Linked DNA regions of Sus scrofa: region 2 is linked to region 1. The links are chromatin contacts, called in public Hi-C maps. All regions are on one chromosome and are shown on one strand. The core of a region is the stretch at or near the end of the contact, and the rest is flanking DNA. Distances in the headings are between cores, read along the strand shown. Region 1 overlaps LOC110255728 (a long non-coding RNA gene). Region 2 overlaps LOC102159132 (a long non-coding RNA gene).

Region 1 (5,308 bases), core at 1,069-3,568:
GTGGAGTTAGAAGTCCTGGTCCTTGGACCAGCTGGTTTGCCCCATCTTGGTTGGGGGGAGGATGCGCTTGGGGTGGGGAGTGGCCTCCAGCTCCTGGGCTGGGCCCCCGTGTGAGGGCAGCAGGGCGTCTGTGTGAACGCCTGCTGTATCGAATATCTGTGCCGGCGTGCACACGGCACAGAATCCTCTCCGCATAGCAGGACCTCCTTCTGTCCCTAACCAAAACCGCCCCACCACCGTTCTCGACTCAGCTTAAATGTCACCTTCAAGAGTGTGCTCGGGTCACTCAGATCAAAGTTGGACGTTGGAATAAACGGGCTCATTGCTCCTGTCCTCTTTCTTCGCAGAGTTTACCACACTTTCCAGTAACACAGGTTTTTACTTGTTGAACGCCTGTCCGCCACCAGTCCCTAAACTCCCCGAGGACACAACCGGATCTGTTCTTATTGTCACATCCGTAACCCTTATCACAGCAAATGACACCTAGAGGCCAGGTAGCAAATACTTGTTGGCAGAATTCGTGAGGGTTGAGTGAATGAGCAATCGTGATGATTCGGTACAGCCTAGAAAATTCCATCGTGGTTATTGCTGTTATAAGGCCTACCATCGCTGTCCTAATCTGGGTTAGCGTCAGGGATCACTGACAAGTGATACGCTCCGAGCTGGCCGGCCAACAGCACCTCTTCTTACGTATCGGTGATGCTTCTCTACCAAAGGCATCGGTTCTTCCTGTGCCAAGTTCATTTCTAGTTTGCACACGACAGTTTTCTAGCGGGATCAGGGACACATTTTGTATTCCGCTAGGTTTCAGCTAAGAATATTTTCCATCTCCAGTCAGTTTGATTTTCCCAGCTCCGCTGGATGCTAAGAACCATGTTTAAGATGAGTCTCCGCGTTAATCATAAATATGCATCAGCTTCCAACCCTGTGCCAGCGCACGCGCCCAGCCCCTCCGGCTCGCCACCCCGGAGCCCTGCAGCCCTTCCCAACCCCTCTCCCCTCCTTTCAACTGCCCCTCGGCAACACAGACACACACACACACACACACACACACACACACGGTCTGTCCTTTCCACTGGTCAGCCCCACGGGACACAAGCAATGCAAAATCGTGGGGAGGGGGAAAGTGGTCAATGAGTGCACAGAAACAAACAGAAATCGGAAACTCCACGAGCTAAAGAGACCCCCCGGCTGGCATCTGGAGACTAACGCAGACTCTCAGGGGTCGCTCAGGCTTGCAGTTGGGGATGAAGGTGGAAACCAGGATGTTTCTTTCTCCTCTTCCCAAATCACAAGGACTCTGCTCACTCCGGGCGGACTCGGGTTGGTCGGGAGAGTGGAACCCGGGGCTGGTGGTCAGGCTGGTTGGGAGCTGATCGGAGCAGGACCACAGGACGAAGGCTGGGCACCCTCGGGCAGGCTGCAGGCGGCGTCTGGGAGATGCTCCCCCGAGATGTTCCCGCCGATGTGCTATGCTGTGCTGTGATGATTCCACCTCCCTTCCCATCCGTGGCAGCTGGCCTTGCTTTAAACTGTGGTTCCCAGCCTTGGCTTCCCTTTGGAATCCTCTGGGGAGATCTGGAAGCTTCCAGAAGGACAAATCTAGGAGGCACCCAGACCAATTAAATCAGGGTCTTCTTGGACCCCGAGATGAGTAGATGCAGGCATGGCTGACGCCCCCTGGAAAGGGTCCAACGAGAAGCAGGATGAAAGAGGCAACGCTCCAAACCAGAACCACCCAGAACACCACTGTTTGAAGGGCTTTGTTCTAGGGGAAAAGGGCACACATTCGATCCCACTCTCCTCCTCTCAGAAGACACTCTGCTTTATGGAAGTGAATGTAGCGTCAGTTATGGAACTCCGCACAGAAATGTTCGGTTTTCCTGCTTGGGTTTACAGCATCTCTTATTCCTCCAGCTATAATTTTATATGAGGCCTTGCTGGCATTTGCAGAGTAAAACATTACATGTAGTTTCCAGTGCAAAAGGTGTAGAAAGTTTTGCAAAACTCTGGAAGGGGAGAGAGCAAAAGGTTTATCTTCGGGTCATCACATTTTTATTTGATTTTTTTCCTCCTTTATACCGGTTGCTGTTACTTTAAAAGTCTTCTGGCATTTAACTGGCAATAAACAGGGCAAAACAAACTGTTCCTTCTTTTAGATTGTGCAATTTTTTATGGCTCTGTTTTAGAGTCACCAAATATGCCTTTTAGAAAAAAAATGCTTGTTTAACCACCTTCTGTTTGTATAGCAGTAGGGCTATTCGCCGACAAACCTCAGGGGTGAGGCAGTGTTTTCGGTGGAACTCAAGTTTCTCAAAGGTACTTAGAAACAACCTGACGTTAAGTGGCAGTGATGCTACGAGTCCCTCAGGCAGGAGAGTGCATGTCGCTGAACCAAGGATGGGCTGAGCTCATTTTGAGCCCAGTTGTCATGCCCAGATGTTTAAAGCAAGTGGGGTAGTCAGCAGGATCACAGCTGGAACCGAAGGAATCAGTGTGGGATAATCTGCTGACACGACAGTCTGGAAGCCAGTGGCCAGAGTGAATGTTTCCACGATACATCAGCGAGCACATTTGTGACCCCAGAGGCAGTGCCGGCAGGGAGGGTGAGTTCTATCTTGGCCGACACGGTGCCGTGCTTCAGGTTTTCCCATCTTTGATACATTTCCACATCGACCTAAAAACTTTAGGGTCCTGAGTTAGCAGCAAGGGGGGGAGTTGCACTGCAACCCAGTCTTCAGGCAGGAAAAGGAAAAAAAAAAAAGTAGGATTTCAGAGCAGCAAGTACTTTAACATTTAAAGACAAAATGTGAAGAATTTGGAGAATTCGTATGCTTCTCCAGACACATACATTTTGTTTTTTTGCAATAGGTTTTGCTGCCTCCAAGGCAAGTAGAGCAATAACCTCTGCCATCAAATAGCTTTTTGTTTGTTTTTCATCATTGCCTTTATTTATTTATTTACTTTGGTGTGGTCATAGCAGCAACCTAAAATGAAAAGGCAATTATTGCCTGCTTAGAACGAGATTCCAACCCCAGAAACCCTCCTTCCAGAGTTTGTGTCTCCTGTGTGTTATTACACAACACGATTAGAATTCTTCTTCTCTAACGTTGCTGTATCTCGCTGCCACCTTCATCCGAACATCATCATCATCTGAATAGTATTTAATTTTATGGCACATTTCCTTCCGACTGGATCCTTTGCTAAGTACATTATCCGTGCTGTTTATTTAGTACAGCATTAGGAAGCCTGTATGGTGTTATTGTACCGTTTTGCCATCAAGAATTGTAGACAGCTTAAGTAACAGCCAAATACTGCACAGCTAGAAAGCAGAGCCCACCTCTCCTGTTTTAAAAATCCCCTAATATAATGTGAAAACCTGTCAATTTCTCCCTGTAGCTTTGGCAGTGTTTTCTCTCACGACTTTGTTGTTGGATGTATACCTAAGTTTAGTTATAATTTCCTTGGGAAAGGGAAGCATTTCAGATACACAACAATTACTGTCTATCTTTAGGATGCTTTTCTGCCTCTGAGCTTCTTCTGTCCGGTGAGATAGTATTACTCTAGCTTTCTTTTATTAAATATCCCGTCTGGAGGGTGCGTTTGTGTGTGCATTTAAAGTAAATGCAAAAAACCAGAATACACGCATATACACACATATGTATGTATGTACACATATATGTATCTAGCAGTATATAGATACATGTGTATATATAAACGTTTATATATATGTATATATATAAATGTTTATATATACGTATATATATCCATTGCAAAGATTTTAGTGCCCAAGTTTTCTAAATTCTCATAATTTCGATGTGTCTCTTGTAAATGGCGGTGAACTCAGAGTGTCTACACCAGCTGAAATACGTACATTTGAATTAGGAAGTCGGGCCCGCTGGTGTTGCTTGATGCCCTGGAGAGGGCTAACTGGTGCGCTCAGCATCCTTGTCCACTGCTTCCCTGACTCGTGGTGCCTCTCATCCTCTCACGGAGCTGAGGGAGACGGAGCCCAGGGGACAGGATGCGAGCCGAGGAGCACGGGCGACTCCAGGGAGCGGGGCCGAGGCCTCAGGAAGAGGCCACGGTCTCCCCTGCCGCCCCCTTTTCCTGCCGACTCCCAAATCCTGATAGATCCACGGGCACCTGGGAGCCGGAGGAGAGGAGGACAGAGCCGCGTCGGCCCTGCCCAGGCCCCCAGGGCCGTGAGGACAGAGAGGCGGACCCCACATCTTCGGGGGAGAGGCTCTGCCAGGACGTCACTTCCCTCTCATCTTGTGCTGTTGTGTTTTTCCCACTCAAACCACACTTCTTTCTTCACTTTTCCTCTTTCTTGAATTCTTTCGAATCTGTTGAGGTTTTATTCTCACACCATTTCAAAATTACCACGTTTAATGTGTAAGCCCTATTTCTGTCATTTTGATGTTCTTATATGGTTTTCATAAGGAAATGGAAGTGTAGTCAGTGTCTTTTCCCTCTTCTAGTACAAGACCAAGGTTTGGGAACAATGTCTGTCTGTAACCTTTTGGTCCAGTATTTTAAGTTAAACTTTTAAAATGCTAGAAATCAAAAGTTTCCTTCGTTTAGGTTCAGTTTGTGACAAGTGCTTTGCTTTTGTCTTTTACACTCATCATTGAAAAATAATTTTACTGAGGATACAACTGGCTTGATTGTTGTTATTTTTTTCTGCAAATATGAAATAACTTTAATCTGTTTCAGCTTTCCATCTTTGCGGCTGGTTAATAACACTAGTCTGACTGTCATTCCTCTGAAGGGAACCTGGCTTTGCTTGGTGAGAGGTTTCAGGAACTTCTCTTTGTTTGAAATTTCCTTATTTATTTTATTTTTATTTTTTGCTTTGAAGAGCCACGCCCGTGGCACATGGAAATTCCTGGGCTAGGGGTTGAATCAGAGCTGCAGCTGCCAGCCTCCACCACAGCCACAGCAACGCAAGGGATTCCAGCTGCGTCTGCGACCTACACCACAGCTCATGGCAACGCCCGATCCTTAACCCACTGAGCGAGGCCAGGGATTGAACCTGTGTCCTCATGGATACTCGTCAGATGTGTGACCCGTGAGCCACCACGGGAACTCCTCTTTGTTTGAAATTTCGTCTGGAGGGTTCAGCTGTGGATTTCTTTATCCTGCCTGATCCTGGACTTTTGAACTCGAGCTTTGGTGTCTTTCAAGAAACCCAGGAAAGCCTCACAGACTCAGTCCTCGGGGCCTTTCTTCCGGAATTCTGATGGATAAATTGCAGGACCCTCTCTCATCATTGGGCCCTTGAATTTTCTTTGCCCCGTTCCCT
Region 2 (5,308 bases), core at 1,060-3,559, 690 kb after region 1:
AAAAAAAGTCTTTGGCTTTTCTTTCAAAGGAGTTCTAACATTCCCGCTTCCGTTTTTTCCTAACATTTCCCAGAGACGTGACGATGGCCGACGTGTAAGGAGCCGTCCTGGTCCGTCCTAGGGAGGACGGGGGGCCTCCTGTGTGGGCTCCCCCGAAGGGGAGAAGGTGTCCACCCTCTCCAGCCGTGGAAGGGCCCTGGCTCCTTGGAAGAGCTCCCCACGCCCTCTGCAGACGGCAGTGAGGTCTCCAGGCCAGTGGTGGCCCTGACCCGGCCCTCGTGGCCGTCCTGGGGGGGCGGCCGCCAGCGCAGCTCTTTCTCCTGGTCCCGCCGTGGCCGCGCGCCTGGCCTGCATTGCCGTCTTCTTTATCAGAAACAGCCTTCTTCCTCTTACCCTGTGCAATTCACACTTGAATTTCCTGGCTATTGTCTACACGCTGGTAGGTCCTTAGGGCACTGTTTTTTGTTTTTTTGTGGGTTTTTTTGTCTTTTGCCTTTTTTTTTTTTAGAGCTGCACCAGCAGTATATGGAGGTTCCTCGGCTAGGGGTCAAATTGGAGCTACAGCTGCCAGCCTACACCCCAGCCACAGCAACGCGGGATCCGAGCCGTGTCTGTGACCTACAACCACAGCTCATGGCAATGCTGGATCCTTAACCCACTGAGTGAGGCCAGGGATCAAACCTGCAACCTCATGGTTCCTAGTCAGATTTGTTTTCTGCTATGCCACGACAGGAACTCCTGGGTGTTTTGTTTTTGTTTTTTATAATAGAGAATGTGACTAAAGCTATTTGATCTCTTCTAAGAAAAATGTGGCTAGAGACAGGTGCAAAAAAAAATTGCAGCTAATTTTAGGTCAGAGTCCATTGAAGCTTGAATCATTCTTGAGATTAACAGGTTGAAACAAGGCGAGCAAATAAATTCCACACAACCAGGAGGAACGTTTTGCTGAGGAGTTTTGTTGGACTAACAGGTTACAGTAAACTGTTGCCTGGTTCTACCCCTAATTTACCCAGTTCCCAGTTTACCCAGGAGGTGTCGGGACCTCCCCACTGTCGGCAGCCGTGAGCAGTGTGGATCCAGTGTGGCGTGCTGAGGTGTGACCGTGGCTGCTGAGCCCGTGTGTTCTTTATTATATTACTACGCAGCATCTCCTGTGCATCAGGTGGGGTTGGCACCCTGCGGCAGTGCCTGCTGGATTTCCACCCACTGTCTGGTCCCATCTGATGACACGGGGCTTGCAGATGCCGCCGCCTGTGTGTTCCCTTTTCTGCTGCCACACCTCCTCATGACCACAGAGTTTTAGGTCTTCTTTTATGCCTCGAAATACTCTCAGGTGGGGAGACAAAAAGACCCTGGGGGCAAGCAGAACGGCTGGCTGGCTGGGGAAGTGAAGGGTTCCCACACTTTAATGGCTAAGAAAGAAACCGCTCGTAATATTCTAGCCCAATGCTTACCTGTCGGTTGGATCCTGACAGAGCTGAGGGCTTCGTGTGCTTTTAGGAAAAGTGTTGAAGCCTGTAGCGTCCGTGAATGATATATTTGTTTTTACCAAAACTCATCTTCCTAGGCTATTATCTTATACGTTGCTCCGTTTGGTTTCTTAATGTTCTTTCGTGTGAGCGGAAGGCTGCGGGGAGGCGTTCATCAGCAGAGAGAAAATTGGGCGGATAATCAGCTGCGTTCCTGGGGCTGCAGTCATGGGAGGGGCCTGACCTCCAGGGAGGCATCCTTCATGCTGGCTCATCTTCTTCCAGTGCCACCTCCGCCACGTGAAGGATGCCTGGGTTTTGTGCAACTCCCGCGCTCGCAGCGTCTCTGGGTCTTTACCGCGGTCAGAGGTTTCCGGACGGTCTCCCGTTCCTGCCCCCGAGACGCGTTCTCACTATTGTGCCTGACCGGGAACACAGCACAATGAACGTTTTCCAAAAAGGCAGAGACGTGGGAGATGCCTTTTCATGTCACAGACTTCTTAGTGTTCCTTTCAGGAAGTGGAGTCCAGCCAGGTGACAAGAATTCAAGGAAAGGAAATGGGTCCGGGAAGGGAGGGGAGCCTGGGGAGCAGGAGCCACGGAGGCGCCTGGCCCTCGCAGCCTCTGTCTCCCATCGGGTGGTACGTGGTCACTGCAGGCAAGGAGAGTCCCCAGGCTGTCCCCTGGGGTCCTGCGAAGACCAAAGCACAGGTGCGCTTCAGATACACCCAAACGACTGCGCCGGCCCGGGCTCCGAGCTCACACACGGGCTGAAGCTTGTCTGAAGCTGGTCGTGATGCTGAACAGGAGGTGAGCAGAAGGCCGCCTGTGGCCCAGGCTTCCTGGGAGGGAGCCGCTGGCTTTGCCGTCACTGGTTCTGGGAACCGCAGCCAGGAAGCTCATCACTGTGCTGCCTTTGGAAGGAGTTTCAGTGGGACGCCCTCTCCAGGTTGATCACAGCCTCCTCAGGTCCGAAGCAGGGACGCACGCCCCTCCCTGGACGGAGGCGGCTCCCCCCCCCAGCCCCACCTCTGCTGCTGCCCCGCCGGGGACCTGCGGGCTCCTGCCTCTGGGTCAGAGCTTCCTGCACTGCGCGGCCGGACCCACCAGCGTCTGTGCCCCAAACGCCTGTTTACTCCTGAACCAGTGAGCCAGTGAATGAACGAGTGAATGAAAACGAAGCGACTCACTGTGTTTCAGAGGGACATGCGCGGTCCAGAGCTGGGAGCACCTCGCAGGCCCCGCATCCCCCCTTACTGTAAACTGCACCCCAGGTCAGGCTGCAGCCTGAGCCCCCAGCGTCCTCCCCGGAGGAGGTGTGTTTGCCTCCTGCTGTTCACTTGAGGGCACCTCCCTCCCCCACGTCCTCCCGTCCCTCTCCCCTCCCCGCCCCCAGTACCGCTGCCTGGCACCCCCTATAACCTGAAGTCACCAACTTTTAACTCCGCTGAGCTGTCACTAACTTGGTTCTCACGGCAGAGCACTTCCGACGTGCTTCACACGGTCGTGGGGACCACGGCCACGTGAGACCAGATTTGTCCCACCTGCCACCCCTCCCTCTGAAGCAGCTCCCCCGCCCTTCAGAAGCTCCCCTCTGCCAGTCTGGACCCTTCAGTTCCAGGTAGTTTCCCACCTCAGGGGCGTGGAGGACCGGCCCCCATCCCCAGCTCCCCAAGTCTGGGGTCCACACTGGGTTCCACAGCCCGAGCCCCAGAAGCTCCCACTTCTGGGTCTTAGGACAGATTTCTCTCTGACCCCTTATCAGATACTTGTCGAGTCACCCTTGAGGCACAGGTGCTGTCAGAGGTGAGCCCAAGGGAGCTTCCTACCAGGGGAATGGTGATGGGCGGGCAGTGTCGCTGCCCACGTGGGGCCCCTGCCCGGTGGGGGCCATCAGAACCAGGAACAGAGCCCCTGGGACGCTGTGGCCCCACACTGCCCTGGCGGGGTTGGTGCTGGCTCCCACGGAAAGGTGGTTTGAGCCTCAGCAAGCGGCACCTGCACCCTCTCACTGGGGCCCCTCCGGGACCAGGCGCGCCCGGCATTGCAGCCTGGGCTTGTGCAAGGAGAGGGCACAGCAGCTCTCCAGGCTCAGGGAAGAGCCGTGGGCTGATTCTGTGTTTATTTACCCCCCAGCCCCCGGCCCAGTGCCTGGCTGGAGCACCTGCTGGTTTGCTTGCCAGGGGCGCTCAGTCAGTCAGTGCTTACGTGGGACAGGCCTCTCTTCAGCTGCCTTGTCAGAGGCCCGGTGACAGTCCCCACAAGCCCCCCCCCCGCCCCGTCCTGCACCTGGAGAGACCCAAGCGCACTCAGAGCCTGTCCTGTGTCCTGGAGCAGCGGGAGGCCCCGGGCCAGACCCAGCCTCTCTCCCCTCGGACCCGGTGCTTGGCTCAGCCTGTGCCTCTGACAGGTGGCCTTGGCTGCCCGGGGTCCACTGCATCTGGTCACTCGCAGGGCCCCTGCGCCCCTCCCCACCGCAGCCTCCAGCCCGGGCTCGGCCCCCTGGCTCAGGGTCTCCTCGCCTTGCCCGTCGTGCCCGGGGCTGGCCCCGGCCGTCCTGAGCTCCTCAGGCCTGGTGTCTGTCACGGCCTCACTTCACCCTCAGCATCACGCAGGCGGCATCTCTTCTGCCATGTGTCGCCTGAGCGCCTCTGGGAAAGCCGCTCTGGTTTCTGTTAGGACTAAACGCAGCCAACGTGGCAGCAGGTGGGAGCGTGCGGGGCTCTGTGGGGGTGGAGGGAGCAGAGCCTGGGGCTGGGGCTCGTTCCCCCGCCCCGCCCCGCCACCAAGCCGTCTGCTGTCACAGTGACGGGAGAGCGAGCTCTTTCCCCAGGCCCTTCTCTCTCCTCCTCTCCGGTGACACCAAACACAGACCTTTGTCCCTGAAAAGCCTCCTCAGTCCCAGAAACGGCCCCCTCCCCAGGAGCAGGCCCCTCAGGCCAGCTCGCTCCTAGAGGGCGGAGTGGATGCTGGGGGCACCTCTGCAGGGGACACCTGCACACACTGGCCTTGGGGCCGGAGGCACTAGGCCTTTCCGTGTGTCAGCTGGGCCTCTGCCGCCCCCCAGCGTCCGCCAGGGGCAGGTTGATGGGGCTGCAGGTGTCAGCAGGCTGCTGGGTGAGGGCAGGACATCGCGGGACATGGGGGCTCATGAGCCACGTGCTCTCAGCCTCTGTGTCTCCCCTCCGCTAACACATTGCTTTCTTGGTAAAACCAGATGAAATGAACCCCAAAATGCAGCCTTCCAGGTGGGAGGCGCCACATGAAAGCCTTGAAAGAAAGTGTGAGGGTCATGCTTGCCTCTTCCCTCCACGGGCCCCTTGGGGGCTGGAAGCTCCTAGAATAAAATCCCAAAAGACGCCTGTCACCTGGGCTGGGCGCCTGGACTGGGGACCGGCCTGCAGTTCCCCCGCTTCCGTGGATGAAAACGAGCACCGCAGGTCCCCCGGACTGCAGGCTGGAGGTGGTGGTGGTGTCATCGCTGTCCCTGGGCTGCCAGGGTGGCCCTTGGGAAACACAGGTCAGTGCTGCGGAGGCCCTGCTGGGTCGCTGGATCGCAGTCGCCCGCACACGGTTCCCTGGAGGAGGGAAAACGCGATGGAGCAGGGGCGGGAGGGCCACCACACCCTCTCCAGCACCCGCCCTTTGCCCCAGCATCACCTGCCGCCCTGCTCCAACGTGCCAGGTCCGTCTTGGACTGTTTTGGCAAACGTTTCTCCAAATCACAATGAAAATATCCCTTTTACAAGTATAGTTTTTGCATTTACAAAACCTTCCTCTTTCTCCTGCTGTTTTTCCCTCTGGTCACTGACTTTTTCCCAAATCAAGGAGCATTTCTC

Evidence for each region. Hi-C and Micro-C count contacts between places; a contact is called where the count stands out from the background.
Region 2: a Hi-C map of subcutaneous adipose tissue shows a contact between it and region 1, with 1.8 times the contacts expected there. The contact joins two enhancer-like sites. A contact is called at or near these places in 3 of 47 Hi-C or Micro-C datasets (embryonic fibroblasts, skeletal muscle and subcutaneous adipose tissue) and 1 of 2 datasets of contacts at active chromatin or transcription factors (skeletal muscle).

Annotation. Positions count from the first base shown.
Region 1 is chr10:66,282,288-66,287,595 of Sscrofa11.1, forward strand. The region is part of intron 2 of LOC110255728 (a long non-coding RNA gene); the gene reads left to right. Among named protein-coding and RNA genes, the nearest start is that of KLF6, 200 kb to the right of the region's middle. Within about 2 kb of position 2,319, at least 24 of the 83 cell types and tissues checked have an H3K27ac peak or open chromatin away from gene starts, as enhancers often do. A contact at or near this core is called in subcutaneous adipose tissue, where this site is marked.
Region 2 is chr10:66,974,397-66,979,704 of Sscrofa11.1, forward strand. It overlaps LOC102159132 (a long non-coding RNA gene), which reads left to right. Exons shown (of 4, transcript XR_002336446.1): 4 at 1,755-2,633. Among named protein-coding and RNA genes, the nearest start is that of PITRM1, 20 kb to the right of the region's middle. Within about 2 kb of position 2,310, at least 4 of the 83 cell types and tissues checked have an H3K27ac peak or open chromatin away from gene starts, as enhancers often do. A contact at or near this core is called in subcutaneous adipose tissue, where this site is marked.